Linked DNA regions of Ovis aries: region 2 is linked to region 1. The links are chromatin contacts, called in public Hi-C maps. All regions are on one chromosome and are shown on one strand. The core of a region is the stretch at or near the end of the contact, and the rest is flanking DNA. Distances in the headings are between cores, read along the strand shown. Region 1 holds the start of CXCL12 (C-X-C motif chemokine ligand 12). Region 2 has its middle 15 kb from the start of ZNF32.

What was found. A called contact is a pair of places that touch in the nucleus more often than the background predicts.
Region 2: a contact with region 1 is called in a Hi-C map of hypothalamus, with 8 times the contacts expected there. The contact joins the enhancer-like site here to the promoter of CXCL12 in region 1. A contact is called at or near these places in 10 of 16 Hi-C or Micro-C datasets (hypothalamus, liver, mesenteric adipose tissue and 6 more).

Annotation. Positions count from the first base shown.
Region 1 is chr25:43,888,978-43,896,499 of ARS-UI_Ramb_v3.0, reverse strand. CXCL12 (C-X-C motif chemokine ligand 12) reads right to left here and starts at 4,071. Exons shown (of 4, transcript XM_027962332.2): 1 at 3,913-4,071. The coding sequence starts at 3,973. LOC132658636 (a long non-coding RNA gene) reads left to right here and starts at 4,117. Exons shown (of 2, transcript XR_009598522.1): 1 at 4,117-6,279.
Region 2 is chr25:44,512,504-44,520,025 of ARS-UI_Ramb_v3.0, reverse strand. No RefSeq gene overlaps it. Among named protein-coding and RNA genes, the nearest start is that of ZNF32, 15 kb to the left of the region's middle. Within about 2 kb of position 3,340, at least 8 of the 54 cell types and tissues checked have an H3K27ac peak or open chromatin away from gene starts, as enhancers often do. A contact at or near this core is called in hypothalamus, where this site is marked.

The sequences.
Region 1 (7,522 bases), core at 2,822-5,321:
CTGAGTCTACAGCCGCGGGATCAGGTGGTGGTTTGCTGGGAAGCGATGGGAGGAGTCACGGGTGCCCGTGGCAGAGACCTTCACCTTGGGCCACACAGGGAGCTCTGAGTGGGCTTGGGCTCAGCTTCAACAAGGCAAGAACCCAGAAGGACCTGAGGAAGCCAGACCCTAGGAGGGTAGGGAAGCTAACATGAGAAGCCTCCTGCTCCTGCATCTCAAGATAAAGGGCATGCATTACAGGAGAGGACTGCTTCAGTCCAAGGCACTGAGGTTCCCAGTGATTCTTTGCAAAATCAACTCCTCCAGGGCCTACTGAGAAAGACTTCCCCATTCAAGGAAAAGCAAGAGGGAAGAAGGAGCTCTAGGCTTGCTCCCTCCTCCTCCCCGAGAAGCTACTGCAGCGTCCCTGGGAATGCTGCCCTCCCCCACCTGCAGTCCTCTCTCCTCACTTTTACCTTAAGCTCAGGCAAACCACAAAAGAGTTCCCAACTGGCTTCCTCCCTGGGAATCCCCAGAGGGCAGGCAAGGGCCCACCTTCTCCCCCGCACTCCCAGGGCTGCAGCACAAGGATGCTCCAGCCTCCTGGGTTGGATTCCATCTTTGTTTGCCAATCCGCCAATTTGCAAAATGCCATAATTGACACTCATTAGTGTAAATCAGCAAAGGGCTCCTGCAGAACCCACAGCTCACCCTGTAAGTCTAGAACTGCCAGCCCGGGGGCAGGGGTGGGGGGTGGCGTGGGTGTGGGTGGCGGGTAGGGCTGGGGGGAGTGGATCCTAGGATTTGTGTGTGTGTGTCTGCATGCACATTCTCTGCAGATTTCACCCAAGCCCCACTTAATACCCCAGATTATTTGAACTTGTGGATCCTTTCATCAGGGATTAAATGTATGTCTGAGAATATTTAGTCCAGAGATTTTTTTTTAAAGTTTGCCTGTTTACAGAGCTCCCAGAAGCCTCCTGGTGGTTCTGAAGTTCCATGCTTTGGGGCAAGAGAGCTGGGGAAGCTTATGAGCAAGGGACTTTTTGGTTTTTTTTTCTTCTAAAGGCTGAATTTAGTTGAGAGAGGCCATGGCCACCAAGTCAAGGGGTAAGCAGACCACCTGGCCCTCCCAAAAAGCCTGGTTTCCAGGCGCTCAGTGACTGTGGCCCTTGGGAGCCCGGAGCAGCCTTCAGGTTCACACCTGGGCTGACTCCAGAAAGGCACTGCTAGGGCCGGGCTTTTAGCAAGGGCACCAGGTCCCTGCACAAGTCTTCTGTAACCAGAGCATCTGGGAAAGTGGCCCGGAGCTGGGGGCTGGGCTGCCTGAATAAAGGATGAGTCAAAGTCCCCCCACTGAGTGTCCTGTGACCAGGTCCCAGCTGAGCAGAACCAGGCCGTGGGTCCCAGTGGTGAGGCAGGACTGATCCCAGTCCCAGAGCATCAAGCTGGAAGGTGCACAGCGTGACGGCTGCCGGGGCGATGCTGTGGACGGTGCGGGCTGCTCCTCGCCCCTGTCCCCCAGACACGGCTTGGACTCCATTAACCAAGCAGTGAGATCAGGCCAGAAATCAGAGCCCATTCTGAGCTCAAAACACAAGCTTTCTCTTTTCTCCTCTCCCCTCTCCACCCCCCTGGGATTATCCATTTCCTTCAAAGGCAATTTTTCATTCTTGCTCCCAGGACCCAGTCGCCTGCCTATCAAGTGGAGACTTTCAACGGGTTTTTTAAAGTGACAGAGCCCCAAGCCTTCTCACCAAGAGAGCTAGGTGCTGTGTCCACCTGGCGACCTTCCTGCCAGCTTTTTACCAACATTACTAACTTTTCCAACTGTTTTGCATATGTACAGGCAAGAGGCCTGACTGCCTCAGATGTTACCCAGGCAGGAGTAGGGTGAACTTGGCTTCTGGTGAAGCTGGCATCTGGTGAACTGGGTTCTGCTCCGCAGCAATCCTTCCACACTAATGCAGAGACAGGAGCCCCCGAGTCAGCCCCTCCAACCAGGCCTGGGAATGGGGCCCAGCCTGGCTTTAACCCCTAGAAGCCCAGGGCATCCAGGGACCCAGCTTTGTGGCTGAGGTCAGCCGATGGAACGAGGGTAGGAGCCAGAGTCGGAGCCTAAACATGGGGACTCAGCGTGAGCACCCGGCCTCTCGGCGGCACCGAGTGCCTCCCGACCTGGGCATGCAAGGAGCGCATGGCCATGCTGACCTGGCCACTCAGCTGTCAAGAGGGCAACTCAGGTGGACAAGCAACCGACACCTCCCAGAGCTAGAAGGAGCCTGTGAACGAGGCCTCCACTCCTTCCGTGTTCCCCAGGGTCAGCTGAGCCCAGAACTCCAAGACCTGGGTCCCTGCATTCCAGTCATTTCTGCAGTTCCCTAGGGGAGGTGGCAGCGAGGAAGCACCATTTCCTCCTCCAGCAGCTGGATGGTTACACCTCCACTTTCGCCAAACCACTCAATTGTTAACACCCTCAAACCAGAGCGTTCCCCATGACCTGGGGCCAGGACTGTGTAAAGAAAAGGCTAGGTTACTTTTTCACCTTACAGAAAAAAAAAACAAACAAAAAAAACCAATCTAACTTCCCTTTGGGAACAGTCCCACTGTAGCTTTAACCAGCAACTTGCTACACTTTTAAGGAACACTTCCCAGGTAGTCAGTCACCAGCAATGGAGAAGGCAGCCTGTGGTCTTCTGTGGGAACCCAACTGACTGCTCCAGGGTCTGAGCCCCCAGACTGACCTCAGCTGCAGGGAGATCTCAGTGTTCTTCAACCCTCTCTGCAGGACTGGTTAGAAACTTCACAGCCAAGAACTCCCAGCAGGGCCTGACCGGGCTGACTTGGTTTTGTTTTGTGTGTTCAGAGGCAATGGTTTATTTTGGTTTGCAGCAGTGGTGTCCTGTAACAGGACAGTGAGTTTTCTCTTAAGCCTCAAAAGGGAAAAAACGCTCTCTCCCTCTCACAGTGAAATGGGACACCACCTTTCCCCGTGGCCTAAGGCGCTGGCGATTGAATTTTGCAGCAGCGCTCAGCTCGCTTCGAGGTAGAGAGCTCAGCCGGCTGGTGACAAAGCCGCCTGTCTGCAGGTGTGCTTAGGGGACTGGGTAGGAGCATGCATGACCCGAATGGCGCCTGGGTCTCTCTTGGGTAACCCCAGGAAGAAGCAGGGAAGGCACTGGCTGGGTGCGCGTCCAGCTTCGCCGCGTGTCTGCGGACCGCACTACGGGTATGGAAGCGCAGCCAGGCGTTTGGCTCAAACTCGACAGCTGCTCGGAACGAGACGCCCGCGGAGCCCCACTTAGGTGGGTGCAGAAAGAGGGTAGGCCTCGCGTGAATGGGACACCTCGCAGCTTACAGGATCGCATCGCCACCACAAACAAGTCGCGGTGCCAGACAGCGCTTGGCAAAGCGCTCTCTCCAACACGACCCGCAGATCGCATGTCCAGTGCGATGCGATGCGGGGCCTCGGAGCCCATTCGCCTCCGGAAACTCAGCTGCGCTCGGGAAGGCGCTAATCTGGGAGGTGGGTGGTCAAGGGCCAGGGACCCGCGGCTCCCGGTTCAGCTCCACACCTCTGCGCCCTTGCTCGCCGACTCCGACAGCGCCCAGGGCGCGCTCGCACCCAACTATCCTGCGCGAACTCGCTGTGCAGCCCGCCCGAGGTCGGGCGGCTGCTCCCGGGTCCCGGAACCCAGCCCTGTCGCGGGGAGCAAAGCCTCGGAGCGGGGGGCGCTTGGGGAACGGGGGGACTTCGAACGCCGTACGCCGAGGGAGTGCGCCCTGCGAGGTGGGCTGCCTCAACCTCCGGGGTGCACAGCGGCGCGGGCTGGGCTCGCTCGGGACAGCTCGGGCCGGGGCGTCAGAGCCGGGGCCCCTCCCCGAGCCCGGAGCCCGGCGCCTGCCCACGCCTCGGTGGCGGGGCGCACTCACCGTCGCTGAGGCACAGCGCAGTCAGCACGAGGGCCAGCACGACGCAGACCTTGGCATCCATGGCACTGGCCGGCGGCGGACGGACGGAGGCCGGACGCGGCGGGGAGGCGGCGGCGGAGAGTGAAAGTGCGGCAGCGGGAGGCGCGCGCCCGGCGCTTTAGAGGCGAGAGCGGGGCGGGGCGGGCGCGCGGCGAGGGGCGGGCCTGGAGCTGAGTCCCGGCGGCGGCAGGGGGCTTGGACCGGAGTCCCCTCCCAGCCGGCCGCTCCCCCTGTCCCCTCCCTTCCCACCCCTGCCCCAGCGCTGGATGCTCCCGGGACTGCGGAGAGCTCCAGTTTTTGACCTCTCGGTTGCGCTGGGTCCTGCTTTGGAAATCTGACCTGCACAGAGGAAGCCAGTGCCCAGGGAGGGTTGGAGACAGGGCTGGTAACTGTTCCCAGTATGCAGATGGAGAGATTGAGTCCCAGAGGCTGGAACTGAGTGAGAGCCGAGGGAAAACAAACAGCTCGGCCCTAGAGGGAAGGGCCAGCTAGGCCAGTGGCGGCCTGAGTAGGCTAATAGCGTCCTATCTGGGGAGTGTAGGACCTGGAAGTGACCACCGGCCTCGGCTTGCTGCACTGCGGCCGGGTAAACTGGAACCAAGGGAACCAAACTGGTCTTTGCATCAGAGCTTCTCTTATTCCAAGCCGAAGCTATCGCTTATGTCTTAGCCGAGTCTCAGTTTCCTAAAGCATGAAGTTGAAGCTTTAAAATAGAATACTGTGTCAAAAGGAAGCAATGCCAGTTCGCCCCAGAGGCTTTTAGTAACCATGCATTTATTCAGCCCTTTGCACCTGCTCTTCAACTGAGAAATGGGTTAGTTTCCACCCTGCGAAGGGGAACTGTGGGAATTGACTTGAGACCACCGCGCAGTGCTCAGCATTCAGCCTGACACATAGTCAGCACTCAAGAAATGTAATCCAGAAATAACTGTTCGCACTTCTGTATTTTCTCCCTCTTCCCGTCGGATGTTCTTACCACCTGAAACGATGAGAGAACTCTCCTCTCCTCCCCACATCCAGGACGGTGCTCCTGGGGTGGTTCTTTCTGGTTTAGAGACTATACCAATAGGGTCGTCCCTCGGCGGTGTCCAGCCCCGCAGCAGGCTGCTGCGCCCCAGCGTGGACACATGAGAAGGTCCCGAAGTGGACAGGGGTCCAAGCAGGCGGTCTGCAAGGCGCGGGGGTGAGAAAAGCGCCCTTTTGATCCTCTCTAGTGATCACACGCCTCCCCGGCCAGCTCCGTCTGCTCTTTCCCTTGTAACCTGACAGCGGAGTGGACTCTGTCCCGGCGTCCATCCAAGGGGCGCTTGCTCGGTGGGGACAAGTCTCTGGAGCCCCGAATCTCGGGCCTTGGGGGAGTGGGCGGGGCCTGCCGGCCCTGGGCTCAATTGCTCGGACTGGGGGCCAAGGGAAGGAGAAATCAGCAAGAAACAGCGAGAGCTCCAGGAGTCCCGTCGTGGGGATGGGTGTCTTTTGTTCTGTTTTTTCCTAACTACTGTCGCGCCCTGTTTGCTGCCCCGTGAATCCGTGTTCATTCATTCACTCGCTCGCTCCCGGACGAGCTCACTTCTGGGTACTGGGCGTTGAGCCAGGACTCTCACTGATTTTGGTCTCTGCCCTTAAAGAATTACCAGTCCAACGGATAATACCGTCCTCGGGCAACCCCCGGCCGGCCATCGCCTCCTCTCGGGAAAGCTGGAGCGGATCATCTCCAAGTTCCCGAGCCCAGCCGACTGCGGACAAGCCAGAGCGCAGCGGCCGGGCTTGGGCGCCCTCTGGTGACGATGACTCTCGTTTCCCCTCTACCCCTGCCCCACGCCCCTGGTGCCCGAGTGGACCCGGCGCCAGATCCCTGAGCAGACTGCTGAAGCTACAAGGCTCAGTCTTAATCGGACGGCGGGGGCCTAGGGGCCCATCATGGGACCTAGAGCCCGGCGAGAGATGCGCGGGTAGAGTTTTACCTGCAACACTGGCCAAAGCCAATGTAAAAGCCTCTTGCTTGTTTCCTTTTTGTCACAAAATCGATAGCTGCTCCCAGAGTTTAAGGGAGTCACTGGGAGGGATCCGCGGGGACTGGTGGGAAACTAGGGCCTTCTGCTTGGCCGCTTCCCGCTATCCCAGAACAGGCATCAGTGTGGACAGACATCACTGACCCTTCACTTCCTCTAGATTCATTACAGTTCTTCCTGAGCACCTGTTATGTTCCAGACATGAATAAGTGCTTGAAATATGTTAGTAAAGCAAGTACAAACAAACGAAACAACCCAAACCCCTGCCCTCCTGGAGCTTACATCCTGGGAGGTGGGGGGAAGAAAATGGGCGCTTCAGGTAAGTAACTGCGCGCATCATCTATAGAAAATCATCAAGGGAAAGAGTGAACCAGAAGGAAGGGGAGTGATTGGACTTTTAAGTAGGGAAGCCAAGGGTCTGTAAAACGTCCAGTTTATAAGCTGGCAAGCTATTTAAATTTAAACCTCTGTGCAAGTCAACACTCTGGGGACCAGGGACGTCAGACTGTCTGCCCTTTTAACCTGGGCTCTGTGCTTTGTCCCAGGGAAGCCTCCCAAAGTCAAGGCAGCAGGGCACACCACCCTTTCTCTGTCCTTTGCTTATGACACCATCTCTGCATAAAAGGCTCCACCTTCTTTCTCTGCCGGGAAACTCGGTTTCCTATCAAGGCCCAAAGCAATGCCGCCTTCCCTGTGAGACCTCACGCACACTCAGCACTCAGAACTCAGCTCCTCAAGGACACCCCAGTCAAGAGGAGTTCAAGGTTAGAAGGAGCCAGGGGTCTGGCTGCTGAGTTAACAGACAGATATATCTCCAAGGCTATGGGCTCTGGACCCCTGGTGGGTCTAGAGCCTCCCTGTGGCTCTCTGCCCAGCCTGGGCTGTTCATACCTTCAGAATTCAGTGGCAGGGTTTTTGGAGGACGACCTTAGCACAGGGTTGAAGGTTGGCACCCAATCATTGTTTCCCAGTGTGAAACCATCAAGGTGACTTTAGGTAGTACTCTGAAAACATTATTTTAAAAACCATGGATTTATATATTTATTTTTAAAGTGATAAGAAAAAAGTATAACTAGCACCTTAAAGCAGACATTTCAGATATCGCTCAAGACATTTCATTTTAAAATATATGATTTAAGTTAAAAAAAAATAGATTTAAACCAGCAAAGCAGTCAGTGGTATAGGTGGTTAGGGAAAGAGCAAAACATCAGTGATACAAAAAGATCTGAAGTTTGAAAATAAATAAAGAACATTTTAAAATTACTTGATACTCCCACCCTTTCTAAAAACAAACCGTTTGGTCTTAAAGTGGTAAAACCGAATCATGCAAGGGAGATATGGCGTCTTCACTCTTGCAATCCAGACGAGGCCAGAAGGTGCCCACCCAGGAGTGCTCACTCAGGTTGGCAATCTATGAGATTCCAAACTCTGGCCCTGGAGACTCATAGCCCTCCTGCTTCAGCCATGAGTCTCCCTCCACACCTCTAAGTGTGGGCCTGAGGGGCTCAGCCAGGGGACGACTGCGTGTGCTGCAAACCCCCCCTCCCATCATTGACATCTAG
Region 2 (7,522 bases), core at 2,091-4,590, 620 kb before region 1:
CACTGTGTACATATTTGTCATCACGGAATTCGTGAAGGCAAAGGCAAGCCACAGCTTCTGTGATGCCTCTAAAGGGTGCAGCAGAGCCTAATGCAGGTCTTTAACGGCACACCCCAGCTTGTTCCAAAGGTCCTCAGAGGTGCCTGCAGCTAAACACAGTCACCGAACGCTTCCTCGGAGCCTGCGCTGAGAGTGGACCGTCTCCCAAGTGCTCGATGGGCGGTGTGATATTCATGTATTTATTTGGTTGTGCTGGGTCTAGTTGCGGCATGCAGGATCTTCTAGCGGCGGCCTGTGGGATCCAGTTCCCTGACCTGGGATCGAACCTTGGCACCCCCCACTGGGAGCTGGGACTCTCAACCACCTAACCATCGGAGAAGCCCCTCTGTGGGTGGTGACTTGGGCTGCCTCTTCTCAGCTTTAAGAGGCAGGTAATTACCCTCCTGAGGAAGCGGCTTAAATCAGGGGAGCCACGGTGATGAGCATGCCACAACCCCCAAGGCAGGAAGCGGAGCCGCAAAGCCTCTGCGGTGCAGCCCCAGGCTCATACCTCTGACCACCGGACACCCTGTTTCTCGCATATCCCCTTCCAGCTCCCTCTGCCACTCCGCAGGCATTTGCTGTCCTCTTTTCATGTAGGGAATCCCGTTCTGTTTTGAGGAAGTGAACACAGCGGGTCTGCGCCCCCAGCTCTTCTGAACCACTGCGGCCACAGGAGCTCGTGTGGGGCCACCTGGCACTTCTTCTGGAAGCAGACGGAAGGTCAAGCACTCTAACCTGCTTGTCTTCTTGGCAGACTTGTTCTTTCGTACAGCCTCTCTTGTTCCCAAATGTTCTTTCTTTTTTCAGGAAAAGATGTTTTGGAGATAAGAACAATGCAACAATAGAAGAATACTGAAAAAAAGAAGAAAAATTTGTTACTAATTCTGTCAAACAGAGAAAAGCATCATGAACATTTCTATTAAAGGCACAATGTGGTCATAGTGGTAAATAAAAATTGTCCATCCAATCAAATGGATATTATTAATGATAACATAACCACTGTTGAACATTTAAGATGCTTCATATTTGCAATTTAATGGGTGGTATTCTAAAGCCTACTCCCCCCCCCCCCCCCCCCTTCCCAATTAGGATAATTTTACACTCCTCTCTGGTTGCGGCAGCTTCGGTTGCTGCCCCTCCCTTCTGGAGGTCCCTTAGAGGTACTCCTGCCCACTTAGAGATTTTGGATCCGCCCAGTAAGTTGATCTCAGAGACTCCCTGTGGCCAGAAGTCACCTTGGAGCCCTTCCCTGCCTGGAAGTCTCTTCAGCTTATATGGCAGTGGATGGAAAAGGGGTAGCCACAGCAGACCCCAGAAGCAGCAGAGCACGTGTTGCCACACAGAGACACAAATCACCTCCTTGAGCAGCCTCTTGGTTCAGATTTGGTGCCCACAGTTGGCAAGTTGGTGTGCCCTCTGGACATCTTGTAGTCCGTAGGCACTGTGGAGGGTCCCAGAAGAGCTCGCTGAGCCCATGTGAGCGTCTGTCACACAGTGATTTCCAAGAATTAAGAACGATGTTACTTAGAAGACCGCTTAGCAAGTGTTTTATAAAGACAGATACGTTAGGAGTGGAAGCGCGGACGCCGGGCAGGCTCTGAGCCCTCTGCTCGCCGGGCGCCCTGACGACTGCAAAAGGGCCCGCTGTGGACCGCGACGCGTCTTTCCTGGAAGCTTCCAGCAGGGGGCAGGGCAGGCACGTTTAGGAAGCTCTTTCCTGACTGCGTCAGACTTTATTATTTTGGGCTCCAAAATCACTGCAGATGGTGACTGCAGCCATGAAATTAAAAGAGACTTACTCCTTGGAAGAAAAGTTATGACCAACCTAGATAGCATATTCAAAAGCAGAGACATTACTTTGCCGACTAAGGCCCATCTAGTCAAGGCTATGTTTTTCCTGTGGTCATGTATGGATTTGAGAGTTGGACTGTGAAGAAAGCTGAACGCCGAAGAATGGATGCTTTTGAGCTGTGGTGTTGGAGAAGACTCTTGCGACTCCCTTGGACTGCAAGGAGATCCAACCAGTCCATCCTAAAGGAGATCAGTCCTGGGTGTTCATTGGAAGAACTGAAGCTGAAACTCCAGTACTTTGGCCACCTAATGGGAAGAGTTGACTCATTGGAAAAGACCCTGATGCTGGGAGGGATTGGGGGCAGGAGGAGAAGAGAAAGACAGAGGATGAGATGGCTGGATGGCATCACCAACTCGACGGACATGGGTTTGGGTGAACTCTGAGCGTTGGTGATGGACAGGGAGGCCTGGTGTGATGCAGTTCATGGGGTCACAAAGAGTCGGACACGACTGAGCGACTGAGCTGAACTGAACTGAACTGAACTTCCTGACTGCACTGGGCTTTACACTGCAGAATCACTGAAAAGGTTTGGAACGCACTGTCTGTCTTTATGAACTGAAGTTTATTGACTTTCCAAGCAGAATCATTCCATCCCGAAGGAATTCTTTTAAAAAGCAACAGCATGTGTTAGGATCAAGCGGATCCAGCGGGACTTGCTTGCTCACCTTTCTTTGGACTTCCTCACGTGGATGTGACATCCAGAGCGCGGGTGGGGTCCGGCCTGGGGGAGACGGCTGGGGAGGTGGATTCCTCCTGATGCCGCCGCTTGAGGGTGCTGATTAAACAGACTCGCAGATCAGGGGGAAATGCCTTTGTAGTGGTCCACAGCTCCCAGTTAGACTTGGGCATGAAAGAAATGTAAGTATTTTCCATGATTCCAATCTAATTTCTTTCCATTTTATGCCTACTTAGTGATGGCTCAGCCATTTCAGGGTTGAAACTTGCAGGTGTTTTATATGTGAAGCGCCCTCGCCTCGCCCTTGGGTTGACTACAGCTGGGAGGAACAGGCCTGGCCACCGCTGCACACGTGGTAGCCTGGGGGCGGCTGCGAGGGAAGTGCTGATGGGTGAGCAGGTGGGGGCTCCTCCCTTCCTGTGTGGATCAGAATGGATTGAACACTGGCCTGTGCTTTCTGAGCCACAGGTGTTCTGCGGAATGCCCTGTGCGCAAATAAGGCGGTCTTCACAACATGTCTTCCCAGAGAAACCTCATATTCCTAGATAGAAGCTTCAACATGGAAGTTTAGTCAGGAGATGAGGAGATGAAAACTAGCTGTTAAAGCTGATCAAGGGCCTTGACACTCATGGTGGACATGGGCTTGGGTGAGCCACAACACTCAGCCCTCCGCACGCAGCATTTCCCTCCTGAGGCCCTGGAGAGTGCTCACGCTACATCCCCCACACCGGCCTCTGCCCACAAAGGACCCATTGTCTCTGCACTGAGTGCTGGTGCTGAGCTGCCCTGTGCAGCTGTCATAACACTGGAATCTGCTGGCTCTTCCTTGGACAGTTGAGTAACCAGATCTGGGTCTGTGTTTGCAGTTTCTGCTTGACCCCTACCCCTGGCCTGACAAGGGGCTCTCTGCATCCCAGGTCCTGTGAATTCCAGCTGACATGCACCTTAGGCTTCCCAAGCCTTCACTGTGCCCACACCTGTGTTGCTGTGGGAACTTTGACCTGGCTCACAACCTGCCTGGGAGTGCTGCAGATGTCCAGAGACTTGGGGGCAGGAGAAATAAATTGCCCCCTGTGTCTTCTTTCCCTGCTCCCCTAGAGTAAATGGCAAAGGTTTTGGTTTTAAATTTGGAATGGTGGACCCTATAGTCTTTGAAAATATCTCATTATCTGACCCTTTTCCCTTTTCATTTCGACACCTGGGATTTGTTGCTAAGTCCTGAAAGCCTGGAGCCGTGTTAGCAACTACCTTCTAGTGTTTCGTGCTTTTCCTATTACACTTTACACGAGCAGAGCCAGCTCTTTTCCTCTCACCTCCTGCTCTCACTCCAGCCTTTGGGTCAGGGGGTCGCACATCCTAATAGTGATGCTGTGCAAAAGGTGGCCATCGCACTGTCACATAGCTTCTATGGCACAGCCACATCTTGTTGCTGCGGAACAAAAAAGGAACAGAAAAACCAAGGCAGGAGGAGGCTGAGTGTTGGCCCAAGGTCAGTGAAAAAGGTAAGCTTCAAGTTCTTCTGGCTCTCTGCACCAAGTCTTTTCAGAATTAATAGAACCTCAGTGCTGTGTGGACTGGCTGTGGCTTAGAAGGACTGTCATGCAATATGCTCGAGTTGGCATCAGTCGAGGCTGATGGCTCTTCCTCTCTCTGTCTCTCCAGGGTCTCTGGAGGCAAGTTGATAGGATTCCCATTTACCTGAGAAGGACCTTCTGTAGAAGACCTTCATCGCAGGTGAATCCTTCAGACACTGAACGAGAACAGCAATGAGGTCTCTTCTTTCCTTTCTTCCTTTCCAGAAAGGAAAGGGAGCTGTGGAACAGAGATCTTTTTGCCATCTGTGTGACATCTTCTGGGACTCCTGTGAGTTAGTTGCTTCCCCTTCTGTATTTCCCAATCGCAGGGCCACTGCTTAAATTGAGCAAATGAGCATCGCAAAACTTGAAATGACTGCTGTTCTAATTCATGATCTGGGTGGGTCTGTTTATTACTATAATGAGTTTCCAGCAGATGGCAGGAAAGTGTCGTGAAGAGCAGGCGCCTTGTTCTCATTTGTGCGGCATCTCTGAATTATTACTGGATGTACCCTTGTTACATCTGAGCTGGTGCCATAGCAGAAAGATGGCCACCATGAGCAAGACCTGCACCTTGGTGCCCAGCTGAGGGAGCAGGGTGCCAGGGCCTCCCTTCCACCACAGCCAGATGGGGCCAGGGCAGTGAGGTCTGGTCCTCAGGATTGTCTTGGTGGCCACAAAGGCTCTTCAAGACACATGATTTAGTCCAGAGTTTCTCAAACTACGGCTGATGAGCCAGTCCTGCCACTGTTTGTTTTTGTTTGGCCAGAAAGACAAGGATGGTTTTTATATTTTTTAATGGTTGGAAGAAAAATAAAAAGAAAATGATATTTTGAGACACGAGAAAGCTATATAAATTCAAATTTTAGCATCCATGAATGAAGCTTTGTTGGCACACAGCCATGCTCATTTGTTTACATATGGACTCTAGCTGCTTCTGACCCACAACAGCAGCGCTGAGGAGTCGCGACAGATGCCACAGAACCTCAACTATTTCTCTCTGGCCCTTTACAGAAAAGTGTTGCCAACCCCTGGATTAGTCCTATGGGACTTGCATTGGCTCCAAGTTATCACTGTATTTTTGGGTGTGCATACCTAAGCAGACAGTGAGCCAGGGCCAGAATAGGGCAGGAGACCCAGAGGCTGCTGATGCATGGTGGGTTCTGGAGAACCTTGGGAGTTGGAGGTTATGGGTCCTATTCCAGGCCATAAATACCCAATCCAGAGGGAGCAATGTTTTTGGGGAAAGTGATTTCTCCTCAGCCCGAGGCCTGCCTGCAGTTGCTATAGCCCTAGTTGCAAAGATGGGTTTTTGTTTCAGTATCCCTGTCTGGCCATACACCAGCCATGACTCCTGGACCCAGCAGAAGACAGCCAGCCTTTCCAACTCCTTTGGTGACAGATTTGAGCATCTGCTGGTGTCTTGTGCATGCTAAGTTGCTTCAGTCACCTTTGACTATTTGTGGCCCCGTGGACAGTAGACCGCCAGGCTCCTCTGACCATGGAATTTTCCAGGCAAGAATACTGGAGCAGATTGCCATTTCCTTCTCCAGGGGGTCTTCTCGACCCAGGGATGTCTCCTGCATTGGCAGGCGGGTTCTTTACCTCTAGCGCCACTGTGTCTTAACCCTACATGAACTCTCAGGTGATTTCTAACAAAGTGTAAGGGAGAGCCTCCATGACCTTCTGGGTAATCAGGTGGAGTTGGATGTACACAAGAGGTAGCCATACTCTGAAAACCTAAACTTGAAGCCCTTGGGTTCTCTATAGAAACATCTTCAACAGACCAATTCAGTGAAAGTAATTTCCGCAACCCAGCAGTTGACTTCCTGGGCCACATTCTGTTCGAAATAGATATGCTTATAGGATCAAAGATGCACCATCTGTCATGAAGCCTGGTTGTCTTCACTTTCAAAAGATATCCAAATTTCTGTTTTGCAACATAAAAAGAGTTTGGGAATAGATGATAGTGATGGTTGCACAATAATATGAATGTTTTTATGCCACTGAACTGTACACTTAAAAGGTTAAGATGGTAAATTTTATATGTATTTTACCACAATAAAAAAATGTAAAACGGAAGTTCTAAATCCAACCACTTACTTCCTCCTCTGCTGCCACTTAGTACAAGACACTGCTACTTCATTCCTAAGGATTATTCTAAGAGCTTCTAAATAGATTCCCCTCCTTCACCCTTGCTGTATTATAGCCTCCTCTCAATGGAGCAACTGGAATGATCCTTTTAAAATGTCAGAGCACTCAAGGACCTCTTACGTTCAAAATCTGCAATTGCTCTCAGCTCCCTGAGAACAGAGGCTAAAGTCCATTCTGCATCCTGACGTCCTTCCACAGTCCGGCTCCTGCATCTCTGTGACCCTCTGATCCTCCCTCATTCCAGTCTCTCCCCCATGGACTCCTTGCTGTTCCTCTGGGACACGAGGCACGTATCCATCAAGCAGGTTCATGCTTCAGGGTAACTCTTGCTGGAGTATTCCTCCCCAGATGTTCTCCTTCGAGCTTTTGCCTAGATATCGTTTTCTCCATGAGGTCCAATTTGGCTCTCCTTAATGCTCAACCTTTCTCCCCTCTCCCTTTGTGCTGCTTTATTTCGTATACTATAGTGCTTGCTTATCCCTTCCAGCATCCTGTATGATTTGCCTATTTGTTGTCTATTGCTTATTCTTACTAGAATGTAAACTGCATGAGGTTAGACATTTTTTTTTTTGCATTGGCTTAGAATAATATCTGGGACATTGAAGGTGCTAAACACATAGTTTTTTAAATATAAATTTATTTATTTTAATTGGAGGCAAATTACAATACTGTATTGGTTTTGCATACATCAACATTAATCCACCAAGGGTGTACACGTGTTGCCCATCCTGAACCCCCTTCCCACCTCCCTCCCCATCCCATCCCTCTGGGTCATCCCAGTGCATCAGCCCCGAGCATCCTGTATCATGCATCGAACCTGGACTGGTGATTTGTTTCACATATGATATTATACATGTTTCAATACCATTCTCCCAAATCATCCCACTCTCACCCTCTCCCACAGAGTCCAAAAGACTGTTCTATACATCTGTGTCTCTTTTGCTGTCTCGCATACAGGGTCATCCTTACCATCTTTCTAAATTCCATATATATGCATTAGTATACTGTATTGGTGTTTTTCTTTCTGGCTTACTTCACTCTGTATAATAGGCTCCACTTTCATCTACCTCACTAGAACTGATTCAAATGTTTTTTTTTTAATGGCTGAGGAATACTCCATTGTGTACATCTACCACAGCTCTCTTATCCATTCATCTGCTGATGGACATCTAGGTTGCTTCCATGTCCTGGCTATTATAAACAGTGCTGCAATGAACATTGGGG